4 separate regions of the Mus musculus genome follow, and all the other regions are linked to region 1. Evidence: chromatin contacts called from public Hi-C, Micro-C and promoter capture Hi-C data. All regions are on one chromosome and are shown on one strand. The core of a region is the stretch at or near the end of the contact, and the rest is flanking DNA. Distances in the headings are between cores, read along the strand shown.

Region 1 (2,701 bases), core at 69-2,568:
TGGAAAGTATATAGATTAATGCATTATATTCCATTAGCCAGCGTGGTCTAGGGAGAAAGCAGGACATGACTACCCTAACACCCCACCTCACCCCAGCCCCAGCACTGAGGGTATATAATGGTATCTACATATCTTTTTATTTTCTACTTTCTGAGCAATCATAGTAGGAGGAGTGTGGACTTGAAGCCTGCAGTCTGATCCAATAAGGGGAGCAAAGTTCTGAGGGACCCTAGGAAAGCCAACTTGCTTTCTCTGGGGCCTCCTGTCAAATCTCCTCAGAAGGGGCTGTAAGGTAGAGTTGAGAACTGTGATCAGTTAAGCCTTTCCAACCTGAGTCTGAACTGAATCCGTTGCAAAACTCCTCAGCCTTAGACCTTTGGGCTCTACAATAGGCTCTGCAAAACCATGGTTGAGCTTTACCTGGGAGAACAGACACAGTGAGCGAGCGCTGTGGGCTGAGAATTGCTCAGCCGCCTCCATTCGCATTCCCAGGACTCACACACAAGCAGAGATTCTATTTTCCAAGGGTAAGCGTGCTTGCGTGTGCATGTGGGTGCATGTGGGTGTGTGCGCCCGGCTGCAGAGGGGACATCACAAGCAAAGGTTGGGAGCTAGCTCCAGGTATGGAATGATCACCAAGGTTCATCAAACAGATAGCACCTTCCTTCAGAGATCAGCTGCAGCCTAAAGGTGGCTTCCCTGGACCCCCAATTCGTCACCTCCGGGTCTGGCCGGAGCAGCCCGAACGGCCTCTGCCCCTCTGCTCCTTTGACAATACTCACTGCAAAAGGAGCAGTTCCCAACACACAAAACAGAGCAGCCAGACCAGCAAGACCAGTAAAACCATTACAGCAGTCGATCACCCTTCCCGGAACTCCAAGGAAAAGTTTCCCAGTTTCAAAGCGAGCGTTTCTCAAAAGAATTGAAAATACCCCTCCGACTCCCCAGCTTTCCCGTCTCGGAACCTGCACCGAGGGCACAACCCTGAGCACGAGGTCCGGACTCTCCACGCGCTCCGGATCGGTAGCCTGTCACCCCTGGGGACGCCAGCAGGGGCTGGCCCGCCGGGCCACCGCAGCGACTCTGCGAAAGCCCCTGGGCCGCCACGTTCGTCAGACAAAAAGCGGCGGGATCTGGAGAGAGAGTGGTGGGCTCACCTGGGGTCTGCGGTCTCGCAGCCTCGCCGTCGGTGACCCAGCAGTCCGTTGCCCCGCCGGACGCCTCGGAGCATTGTCTTTAGCGTGTCTGCGCGGAGTGCTTGCCCAGCCGCGGGCGGCTGACTTCTGCCTGGGCCCGGCGGCCGGGTGGCAGCTGCGATCGCGGCTCCGCCCCCTCCGCCTCGGGTGACGCCGCCCGCTCCGCTCCCGCCGCACCCCCGCAGTCCTTGCCGCTGCCCCGCGTCTCCACCGGGCCTGCGCGTCCCGCCACTCTGCTCGTCCCCAGTCCAGGAGGGCGGGCGATCGCCCCTGCCCAGGTCCCTAGGAACTCCGCACCGCGCCCCGCCCCCTCGCTCGCCACAGCGAGGCTCCGCCCCCAGCCCGAGCCTTGGCGCCCCTAGACCTGGAGCTGAGCCCCCCAGAGCGTCCCCAGCTCAATCCCAGCTCAGCGCAGTTCTGCTTGGAAGATCTCTGGTGCTCCCAGCTTTCCTTAACCACAATGCACAGATAGGTGTGTCTGTCGGAGTAAATGCATTCTCATCCCTCCACCCAGCCGACCCTAGGAGACCCTGGTAGGGAGGGAGCAAAAGAACGAAACATGGAAGAGAGGGGATCCGGAGTACAATAATAAGATCTAGGGCGGTGGGCTCTGAAAGAGGCGTGAGCGCCTTCACTGCCACGTACTGTTATCCTAGGAGAACCACAAGCCGGCTGGAGCAGGGCTGGCTGAGAGATTTCAGGTCCTGCTCAGCTCCTCATGTCCAGGCCTCTAGCAAATGGCTCAGCACATCTCTTTGAACTTTAGTGTTTTAACAGTGGAATGCAAATGTTGGCCTGGAGGACCGGCCTTCAATCATGCTGGGGCACCCAGGTCCTCCACCTGTGTTTACACCGCTTCCAGTGCGTGAGTCACTGGCTGAGATACAAGGAGTTCAAGATATTGTTCCTCGGGCGAAAAATCTTTTTTAACTCTCAGGAGAGGGCCAGCCAGTCGCCTCCCTTCCTCCAGCTGCCTGAGTAGGACAGACTTGCACCTTGCCCTGGGTGTTCCCTAAGAAGCCAGGCACTGAAGTTACTGCTCAGGGCCAAGCCTGAGTGAAAACGGAATCCTCCCCCGCACCCCCCCCTCAACACATCTGGTTGCTTCCCTTTGCTTTACAGAGGCAGCGCGGTGTTACATCCTTAATCAGGATGATTCCACGGAGAGAAGGAAGGCACCACTCAGACCCTCCCCCTCTTCGCCTTTATGTGGTGTTAACACTGGCAGCGCTATATAGAATATGAAAGAGGAAGAAGACATGTTTTGGATATGTGTGGCTTCTATGTAAGGAGTGCAAAGGGACCATAAGGAGAATTTACTTATCATTCAATGTCCCTCATTACCCATTTAAGTACGGAAAGACTGATAGGAAGGTGAATAGGAGTCGTACTAACATTCATGAAGAACCTACTACGTGCCAGGCAACGTCACAGGGCAGGGTTAGCACATTTGACACAGCATAACACAGGTCCAGAAGGGTCCTATCCTTTGCCAGGGCTCCTCA
Region 2 (2,701 bases), core at 75-2,574, 510 kb after region 1:
CTGGCCAGCTCGCAGAAGCCTCTGGGCAGCGTGCCAAGCTCGGCCCCGCTAAGCCAGAGGATCTTGAGGGCACGCAGGGCACTGATATCCTCAGGTAGGCCTCGCAGCCGGTTGCTGGAGACGTCGAGCTCCTCCAGGGCAGCCAGCTGCAGCAGCTGCTGGGGAAAGGCGGTGAGCTGGTTGTGGTCCACGTCAAGGGTCCGAAGGTGGTTGAGGCAGGAGAAGGAATCTGGCAGATGCGCCAGCCGGTTGAAGCTGACATCCAGCTCCTCCAGGTGGGCGAGGGCACCCAGCTGGGCAGGCAGGGCTGGCAACTGGTTGTGGCTCAGGTTGAGTTTGCGCAGCTCCCTCAGGGCGCTCACCACCTCGGCTCCCAGGATGGTCAACCGGTTGTGGCTGACGTCCAGTTCGGTAAGGTGGTGGCCTAGCTCCGCCACCGCAGGGGGCAGCCGGGCAAAACGGTTCCTGCGCAAGACCAAGACGCGAAGGCTGCCCAGAGCTGACCCCAGACCTTCAGGCACATCCTCGAGGCCGTTGTTCCCCAGGTTCAGCACCTCAATGTCCCCGATGTTGGCCGGCAGCACCAGCTGGGGGGCGTCGGGGGACTCCAGTGGGTCGCCTCCGGCCCCTGGGCAGCTGAGCGTGAGCTGGCGCAGGTTGCTCCGCAGCTTCCTGGCTCTCAGGGCGGCGTCCCGCCACAGCCTCACCGTCTTCAGGTTGCCACTGTCCTGGCCAGCCATGGCGGGGCCCCGCGCCGACAACCCTCACGCCGGTACCGGAGCCCGCAGCTGCATGCCGCGCTGGACTCCGGCGGGCGCCCAGCCCCCGGGCCCTCTAGCTCCCGCTGCTCCCGGGCCACCACCCCTGCGCGGCCGGCGGCCGTGGGTCCTAGCGCAGCCGGTGGCGGGCGGCAGCGACGCAGGCAGGTTTGAGGGGCTCCGGGCAAGCGGCTCGGAGCTGGGCTGCGGCCGCGCAGCGCGGCTCGCATTCTCCGTGCTCCTGGGCCATGGGCGCGCCGGGCAGCAGGGCCGCCGCCCGCCGCGCCGCGGAGGATGCCTGCTCCTCCTCCAGCTCCGCCCGCCTCGCCGAGCCTCGGTAGCCGACTCCAGCCCCGCTACCCTCGCAGCGGCGGTCCGGAGGCCGGCGGCGTCACCTCCGCGAGCTGCAGGAGGAGGGCGGCGCTCGGCTCCGCGGCGGGCATGCTGCGGGCGCAGGGCCGGGGAGCCGGAGGTGAAGGCGTCTCCTTGTCTCCGTTTCCCCGCGGCTCGGGCGGGAGCGCGAGCGCCGCGTCCCCGGCGCTTGGAGAGCGCGATCGGGAAGCTACAGCGCCGCCCGGTGGAGCGGCCCCCACGTGACCGGCGGAGGCGCCGCTTGTTCCCGGCACCGCCCCTGGGGCGGGAGTTGCAAGTAAGCGCAGGCTTTGGGGTTTGGGGGGTCCAGCTACAGTGGGGCCGGCGACGTGGACTTCGCCCTGCGCCAGGCGCACCAGATGCGGTCCTCAAAGCTGATGTGGGACTCCGGGGTCTCCGGGTTGGTTTCTCCTGCATCAGGTTCTTTGTTGGTCCTGGCCTCTAAGGATTTCTTATTCATCCCTAAGCATAGGATTTAGCTGGCTTTCTTGCTCATCCTTCCCATGCGCCATACATCCACACCTCTATAGAGCCGGCAGAATTTAAGGACCTGGGTGTCCAAGGAGCTTAGAACAAGAGGGTAGTTATAAAAGGCAGATGGGGGAAAAGCAAAGAACCTTTTAATCCATTTGATAAGTTAGTTATTGGGGACTATTTGTACTAGGTCAACCGAAGCCTAGTTTTCAGCTCCCCTGGTTTGAGCCAGCACATCTCAGGCCTGTTGTGGGTGGCTGGGGGTTGGAGGCCATGCAAGATGTCTTAAGTCTGTACTATCCCATTTAGCGCCACAGCCGAATGCAACATGCTACATCTTGAATCCGACATTCCCCGTATTCTGTGGATTCAAAGAAATGACCGTATTATCAGACACATTTTCGCTATTGCAGGGTTCAGTGTGGGCTTGTTTCCATTGAGAGGAAGTTGGTTTGAGATCATATCTATACTCAAGTAATCTCCGAATTTATCAAAGCCGTGAAACCTGTCAAGACCGCAGAGATCACCTCTACCACTCCTTTCCAGTTGCTTAATCACTTTATCTGAGGAACACCGACAGGCAACAACTGGTTGAAAAGGACAGTCACTTTCATCGAGGGTGTGGTCACTGATAGCTTGCCAAAGCTCCAGCAGTTGGCTCCATACCACGATAATAAGGGCAACACAAATTAGACTCAATTTGCAAGCAAACAAGCTATCCTTCCATTGTAACTGTCTTCAGAAAACTCTTCTCCATTTGTCATTAGATAATCGATCATTTTGTTTATCTGCTTAAGAGAGCTGAGTAGTGCCTGGGACCTGTCAGCTTTTAGGCATGCCCCTTATCACCCCGGCTATAAAGGAGGTGAGTTTGCCTGCAAGGAACAATCCTCTACTTGCAAAGTCCTGAAAGATCCCTATGGCTAGAGTGATTTTTTTCCTCAGTTCTAGAGTTTGAACCCAGGGTTTCCAGCATGTGAGGCAAGAGGCAAGGTGACTTCTGGGAGCAAAGTTCATACTGAGCAAGCTTGGGAAAAGCCTGTACAAGAGCCCCTGAAGCTACGCATGTTCCTGCAGGCCTGTCACTGCAGCACCTG
Region 3 (2,701 bases), core at 80-2,579, 430 kb before region 1:
TCTGCTTCCTAAGTGCTGGGATTAAAGGAGTGTGGTGCTACCGCCAAGCTTCAAATATTTTATAATGTATGTATTTTCTGAACAGCCACTGTGTGACTCTTCTGGGCATTCAGAGGACACAAAGGTGACTGAGGTATGGACTATTCTTTACCTTATGGGGTTTAACATATTTAAGGGGTATGAAATAGTTAGAAAACAATCATATCTTATACTAACATTCAAGTGATTTATAGCCACATATTCTATTTCTCTGAATTTTCTGCTCTCTCCCTTTTAAACTTATATGGAATCTTTTCTTAAATTTTAAGAGCATTTCATAAATGCGTTACATGTTATATATGTATGTATAGTTGTATATACACACAAACACACATGCACACATATGAGGGCATGCACTCACATATAAATACAGCCATCAAAGTATACCCTTGAATTCACAAATGGCGTACCCATATTCCCACAGTCAGACTAGGCAAGTAGGACTCTCCGCAGCCGCAGCCCCATTGCCTGAGGAGATGTACTGCTGACTTTTTCAGTTTGTATTAATTCTGTCAGTGTTTGGCTCTGGTTTCTTCCACTTAAACCATACTTGTGGGATTTACTCTTAATATTAAGTGTGGCAGCGAGTTGTTCCCGCTCTGTTACATTAAACTATCCAAATACACTTCAATTCACTTTCCTGTCTGACCTTTGGTGAATGTCTAGGTAATTTCCATGTATGGGCTATGAGGAAGTGTTAAGAACATGTATGTGTGTGTGCCTTCTGGTATGAGGGTCTTTCCTGCTCTCTATATTTGAATTTATATATATTAGAATCACCCTGTCATGTGGACTGCTAAAAACCCTTAACCCACAGCTCTGTCCTTTTCTGTCACTGCTGTCCTCTTACTTCGAAGGGCCCCTTATGGGGAATTGTGCATGGCTCTCCATCCTGCCTCTCATCTGCAGCCAGCAGTATGTGAAGTATAACTTTTAATTGAGACATTCTTGGCTAGGACCTAATCTCTACAGTGGGTGGATGCAAACATTATCACTCTAAGATACCCAAGCCAGTATTACGTATATTACACGCTTAAATATTTATACATCGTAAACATTGCCTGACCAAGGACAAACAATGGCTATCTAAGCACACACAGGATGTATGAGATAGCCTTTAGCTTTCAGCTTAAGCCTTACATTCCACCTCTGAAATGCTGCAGAACCATCTGCTCAGGAAACGGGGCTTCTCCAGGGAATTCGTGCCTTCAGGGAGTGGAGGGCATTGCTGGGGCAGGCAGGAGGGGACAGGAGTGCTGGATTCTTTTTCTGCAGGCTGATGGGAAATGCCTTCCCTCAGGACCGCTCTCTCAACACTTCCTGGTCCTTAGTGCAGCTTTCCTCCTGCCTCCTGCCTCAGGCTCCGGCTTCCCTCCATTCTCTCTAGTGTTTGCAAACTCTGTGTGCGGCTGGTACTCGGGGTGGATTTGATGGAATAGTGTTGATCCTTGCAGAGGAGGTGGGGGAGGGATAGAAAAGAGCTTCCTCTTGGCTTGGGCTCAGAGTGCAGCGACCACAAGACCCATGTTCTTTCTTCCTGTCAATATTTATGGCTCCTCTGATGCAGGCTACACTCGGGCCTCTCACTGCATTCGATTGCTCTCAAGTAATGTCTTTATTCAGTTGTCTTTGGGTTTAGCCAAGGCCTCCTGGACCTAGTGCAGGATGTGTCCGTCTGTGCCTGTGTGCAGGATGGAGCAGGGAGCTGAGGAAGTGTCCGCCACACAGATAAATATTTGCAGCATTGTGTGTTGGATATGCTTTACGCTTCCTGGAAGGAATAAAAGACATTCTAAACACATTCTAATACCCCCTCCCGCTTGCTAACAGACTGTTGAAACAATGGACCCCAAGAAATTGGAATTTCCCCAGGAATCTCATGCTGGGAGGCGGAAAAAGCTGTAGCCTGGTGCCAACCAGAGGAGGAAGTTGTCCCCTGGAAAGAGATTTCACACAGCACTAACAACTTAAAGGAGAAACTGAAGCCTAGGTAGAGGTGGGTGTGTGGTGGCCAGGACCACACCTGGATGGAGACTGCTTAGTTATGAACATCACTTGCCAGTTGTTTAAGCCCACACCTTGTTATCACCACAAAGGTGTTTTTTAGGGGATGTCACCTGGCCTCTTTGTTCTTCCCCAAATGGCCATGCTGAATAAATCTCCTTTTTTTTTTTTTTCTGCTTTCGTAGTCACTTCTTTGCCTCCTTAATTAGCCCACTGAAGATGAAATGGCCTAGCCTCTAGCCCAAGCTTCCACCCTAACAACATTTTCCCAGGAAAATGTTGGCTGCTCACTGACTACAAAATGTATCAATTGAACAAAACCAACCTTATTTCCATTCCCTGTAGGAAGTGAACTTTACTTCCAATAATGTCTCAAACAACCCCCCCCCTCCCCCGGAAAGAAAGAAAACCAACTTCTAGTATTTATACAACAGGTCCAGGACAAGTGGGTTTAAGGTACATGTTGCAAGGTGGCTTTGGGTGTGGTCTTAGAGTTTCAGATGCTGGGAAAAAAAAAAAAAAAACCAAGACCAAAAAGCAAGGTGGGAAAGAAAGGGTTTATTTGGCTTACATTTCCAGATCATAGTCCATCATTGGAGGCAGTTAGGACAGGAACTCAAGCAAGGGCTAGAACTTAGAGGCAGGAGCTGATGCAGAG
Region 4 (2,701 bases), core at 80-2,579, 320 kb after region 1:
AAGCTCAGTACATTGCTAAGGATGGTTGAGCCTTGGGTAAGGGTCTGTCCCTTGTTGAGACCTGTGATGTGGATGCTACCAACACTAGATGATGCGCTCCTGGCTTTACTCTAGAATTCAGAAAGCACTGTAGTATATAGGTTTTGAGCTAACTAATCTTCTTAAAGCTCAGAATTGCCCTTGATGGTTTGCAAGTTAGGGGATTTTGCTCAGTCACGAGACCAAAGCCAAGAGCTTTAATGTAATAAGCAAAAATGCAATATACTTAAATATAAGGGACAAAGATAACTGCCTCTGTGTGTGTGTGTCTGTGTGTGTGTCTGTCTCTCTGTGTGTGTCTGTGAGTGTGTGTGCCTGTGTGTGTGTGTGTGCCTGTGTGTGTGTGTGTGCCTGTGTGTGTGTGTGCCTGTATGTGTGTGCCTGTATGTGTGTGTGTGTGTGTGTGTGTCTGTGTGTCTGTGTGCGTGTGTTTCATTTCAAGCATTCTCTCAAGGAGTTGGTCCCAATGATAACTGTTGGGGTTGAAATCTGAAATGTCACCTACAGATTCTCGTGTTTGAACATGTGCTCCCCAGATAATGGTGCTATATTAGGAAGCGTGGGACCTTTGGGACATGGCAACTAGCTAGCAAAAGTGGGTCACTGGGGGCAGATCCTTCAGCGTTTTAGCCTCAGCCCCATTTCCAGCCTGACTTCTCTGCATCCCACTCTGCAGAGACGAGAAAAGCAGCAACCACACACCCCTTCTGCCTTGGACAGCACGCCTCAGCCACAGCCCATGACTGCTACCAAAATAAATCCCTGCTCCCTTAATTACTTCTGCCAGATACTTTGTCACAGCCAAGCGAAAAGTAATTAATACCGTGACTAAAGCATTAGGCTATGTCATCTCATTTCCTTAGCCTCCCGCCTCAAGCTGAGGAAGCAGTTTCTTACCACATGTCCTGGGTTCATCAGCGCCATCTGTACAGTCAGCTCTCCCATTGCACATCAGAGACTCTGGGATGCATTTCCCACTATCGCAGCTCACAGTGCCTTCTGGACAGGAGGCTGTGGAGGAAGTTGATCATTCTTTTTCATTACTACGTATAGTGGGCAGGAGTGTAGAAAGACAACTCTTTCAGTAGGTTACGTGGCAATATTTCCATAGCCTACAGAAATTCAAGTTTGGAAAGTAAAGCTTATCATTTTGAACTTTTTTCTTCTTCTTCAGGGAATCAGGGATTAAGACTCAATCACAAAAATAGCAAGACATCTGGGCACTCGACTGAAACTGTGCTAAACTTGACTGATCTGGCTTTAAATAGTTGGGATTAAAACGGTACTAGAGCCAGCCGCTTGACCCAAAATGAGTATGGCTTTAAGGAAAACTTAATTTACAAATGTTAGACGCTGAGTGTGCTACAGTGTGCAGCCTTAACTCCAGGAAATACTGAGCAGGATTCTGGTTCACCAACAAACCAGAGGCACCCCCTATCCTGGGTATTGGGGGTTGTCTTAAAGAGGAATATGGTGCTCACCACTCTTTGGAGTTAGTTTTGCCCTTTTTAGTGGGAGATTTTCCCCCATCACTATGTGAGAACAGGAGTTGTCTCTGTTCTTATGCTTCCTTCATAGACTGATGCTCAGGCTGTCTATGGATTGCTCTTCATCCCTGGGAACATTCTAGGCGATGCTCATTCAACATATAACAAGAGTTTTTAATCTAAGCAGCTCTGCGGTTCCATGGATAACTATACATTGGCTATTGCTAGGGGGCATCCTCTTCTTTGAGAAAGGATGGCAGCCTCTGCCTTGGCATGTAGACTTTGTAAAGCAGCCTGTGTACTATACCCTGCCCTTGAAATGTCAGTAGGGAAGCCAGACTTACCACAGTCCCGCTCATCTGAGGCATCCCCACAGTGATCAATGCCATCACACCTCCAGCTGTCCATGATACATGCCCTGTTTTGGCATTGCCACTGCCCAGCCAAGCAACGGATGTGGGGACAGTATGCTTTTATGGACCCATCTTCACAGCTCTGTTGGGCATCACAAGGTTCCCCAGCATCCAGACATTGAGCCTTTCCTGGACAGCGGATTTTGTAGTCCGGACATGCCGTCAAGCTCTCTGGAAGGCAGGAATTATGTGGGTGGAGGAGAACTGCTGGATTATGATGGGCCTGGGTATCTAAATGAGTGCTATGACTGTCGTGGACTCGGCCGATTTCAGAACCACTAAGAGATGCTAGTTAGATGTCATCAGTCATATGGGTGTGGCTTTCTGCACTGAAGTTTCTCACCAGAGAAGTTTTAAAAGAGTCGATGAGGTTAATAAATTTGAAAACACAAAGAAATAGTTCCAAGAGTCTCCTATAAACACCATAGACAATGTAGCATCTGGCTTAGCACACACAGCCTAAGGCTATTTCATGACTTACTTCCAGTTAGCACTGCTGATGCTGATACAAGCTGTGGGTGAGCAGAGAGATGATGGAGTGTTGAAAATAAGTTTTACAAGACTAATGAAACAACCCAGTCAGTAATGGCCCCTGTCCCTAAGCCTGCTGACATGAGTTCAATCCCTGGGAACCTGCGTTGTCCTCTGACCTCTCCACACATGTCATGGTGCATGGGGCACACACATGCACATGCACCCACACACATGTAAAGAGATGTAATTTTAAAAGTAAGCTGTACCTACCACAGTTAACCTCGTCAG

The links. Promoter capture Hi-C pulls out the DNA fragments that hold promoters and counts their contacts. Hi-C and Micro-C count contacts between places; a contact is called where the count stands out from the background.
Region 2: a Micro-C map of embryonic stem cells shows a contact between it and region 1, with 1.6 times the contacts expected there. The contact joins the promoter of Mfhas1 here to the promoter of Prag1 in region 1. A contact is called at or near these places in 4 of 39 promoter capture datasets (embryonic stem cells, hippocampal neurons, liver and 1 more), 7 of 484 Hi-C or Micro-C datasets (cardiomyocytes, cerebral cortex, embryonic stem cells and 1 more) and 2 of 115 datasets of contacts at active chromatin or transcription factors (craniofacial prominence and thymic regulatory T cells).
Region 3: a contact with region 1 is called in a Hi-C map of embryonic stem cells, with 2.7 times the contacts expected there. The contact joins the enhancer-like site here to the promoter of Prag1 in region 1. A contact is called at or near these places in 12 of 39 promoter capture datasets (the 3T3-L1 cell line, cranial neural crest, embryonic stem cells and 5 more), 8 of 484 Hi-C or Micro-C datasets (cerebellum, cortical neurons, embryonic stem cells and 2 more) and 8 of 115 datasets of contacts at active chromatin or transcription factors (T-cell acute lymphoblastic leukemia, embryonic forebrain, embryonic stem cells and 2 more).
Region 4: a contact with region 1 is called in a promoter capture Hi-C map of hippocampal neurons, with 3 times the contacts expected there. The contact joins the enhancer-like site here to the promoter of Prag1 in region 1. A contact is called at or near these places in 9 of 39 promoter capture datasets (the 3T3-L1 cell line, the HPC-7 cell line, cranial neural crest and 5 more).

What each region holds. Positions count from the first base shown.
Region 1 is chr8:36,093,445-36,096,145 of GRCm38.p6, reverse strand. It overlaps Prag1 (PEAK1 related kinase activating pseudokinase 1), which reads right to left and starts at 1,318. Exons shown (of 6, transcript NM_172911.3): 1 at 1,158-1,318.
Region 2 is chr8:35,586,412-35,589,112 of GRCm38.p6, reverse strand. It overlaps Mfhas1 (malignant fibrous histiocytoma amplified sequence 1), which reads right to left and starts at 1,324. Exons shown (of 3, transcript NM_001081279.2): 1 at 1-1,324. The coding sequence starts at 740. It overlaps Gm16793 (predicted gene, 16793), which reads left to right and starts at 93. Exons shown (of 3, transcript NR_040376.1): 1 at 93-275.
Region 3 is chr8:36,526,984-36,529,684 of GRCm38.p6, reverse strand. No RefSeq gene overlaps it. Among named protein-coding and RNA genes, the nearest start is that of Trmt9b, 70 kb to the right of the region's middle. Within about 2 kb of position 1,329, at least 52 of the 459 cell types and tissues checked have an H3K27ac peak or open chromatin away from gene starts, as enhancers often do. A contact at or near this core is called in embryonic stem cells, liver and neural progenitor cells, where this site is marked.
Region 4 is chr8:35,771,874-35,774,574 of GRCm38.p6, reverse strand. It overlaps Gm19410 (predicted gene, 19410), which reads right to left. Exons shown (of 33, transcript NM_001370844.1): 3 at 2,684-2,701; 4 at 1,871-2,110; 5 at 937-1,050. Among named protein-coding and RNA genes, the nearest start is that of Gm19410, 7.5 kb to the right of the region's middle. Within about 2 kb of position 1,329, at least 18 of the 459 cell types and tissues checked have an H3K27ac peak or open chromatin away from gene starts, as enhancers often do. A contact at or near this core is called in hippocampal neurons, where this site is marked.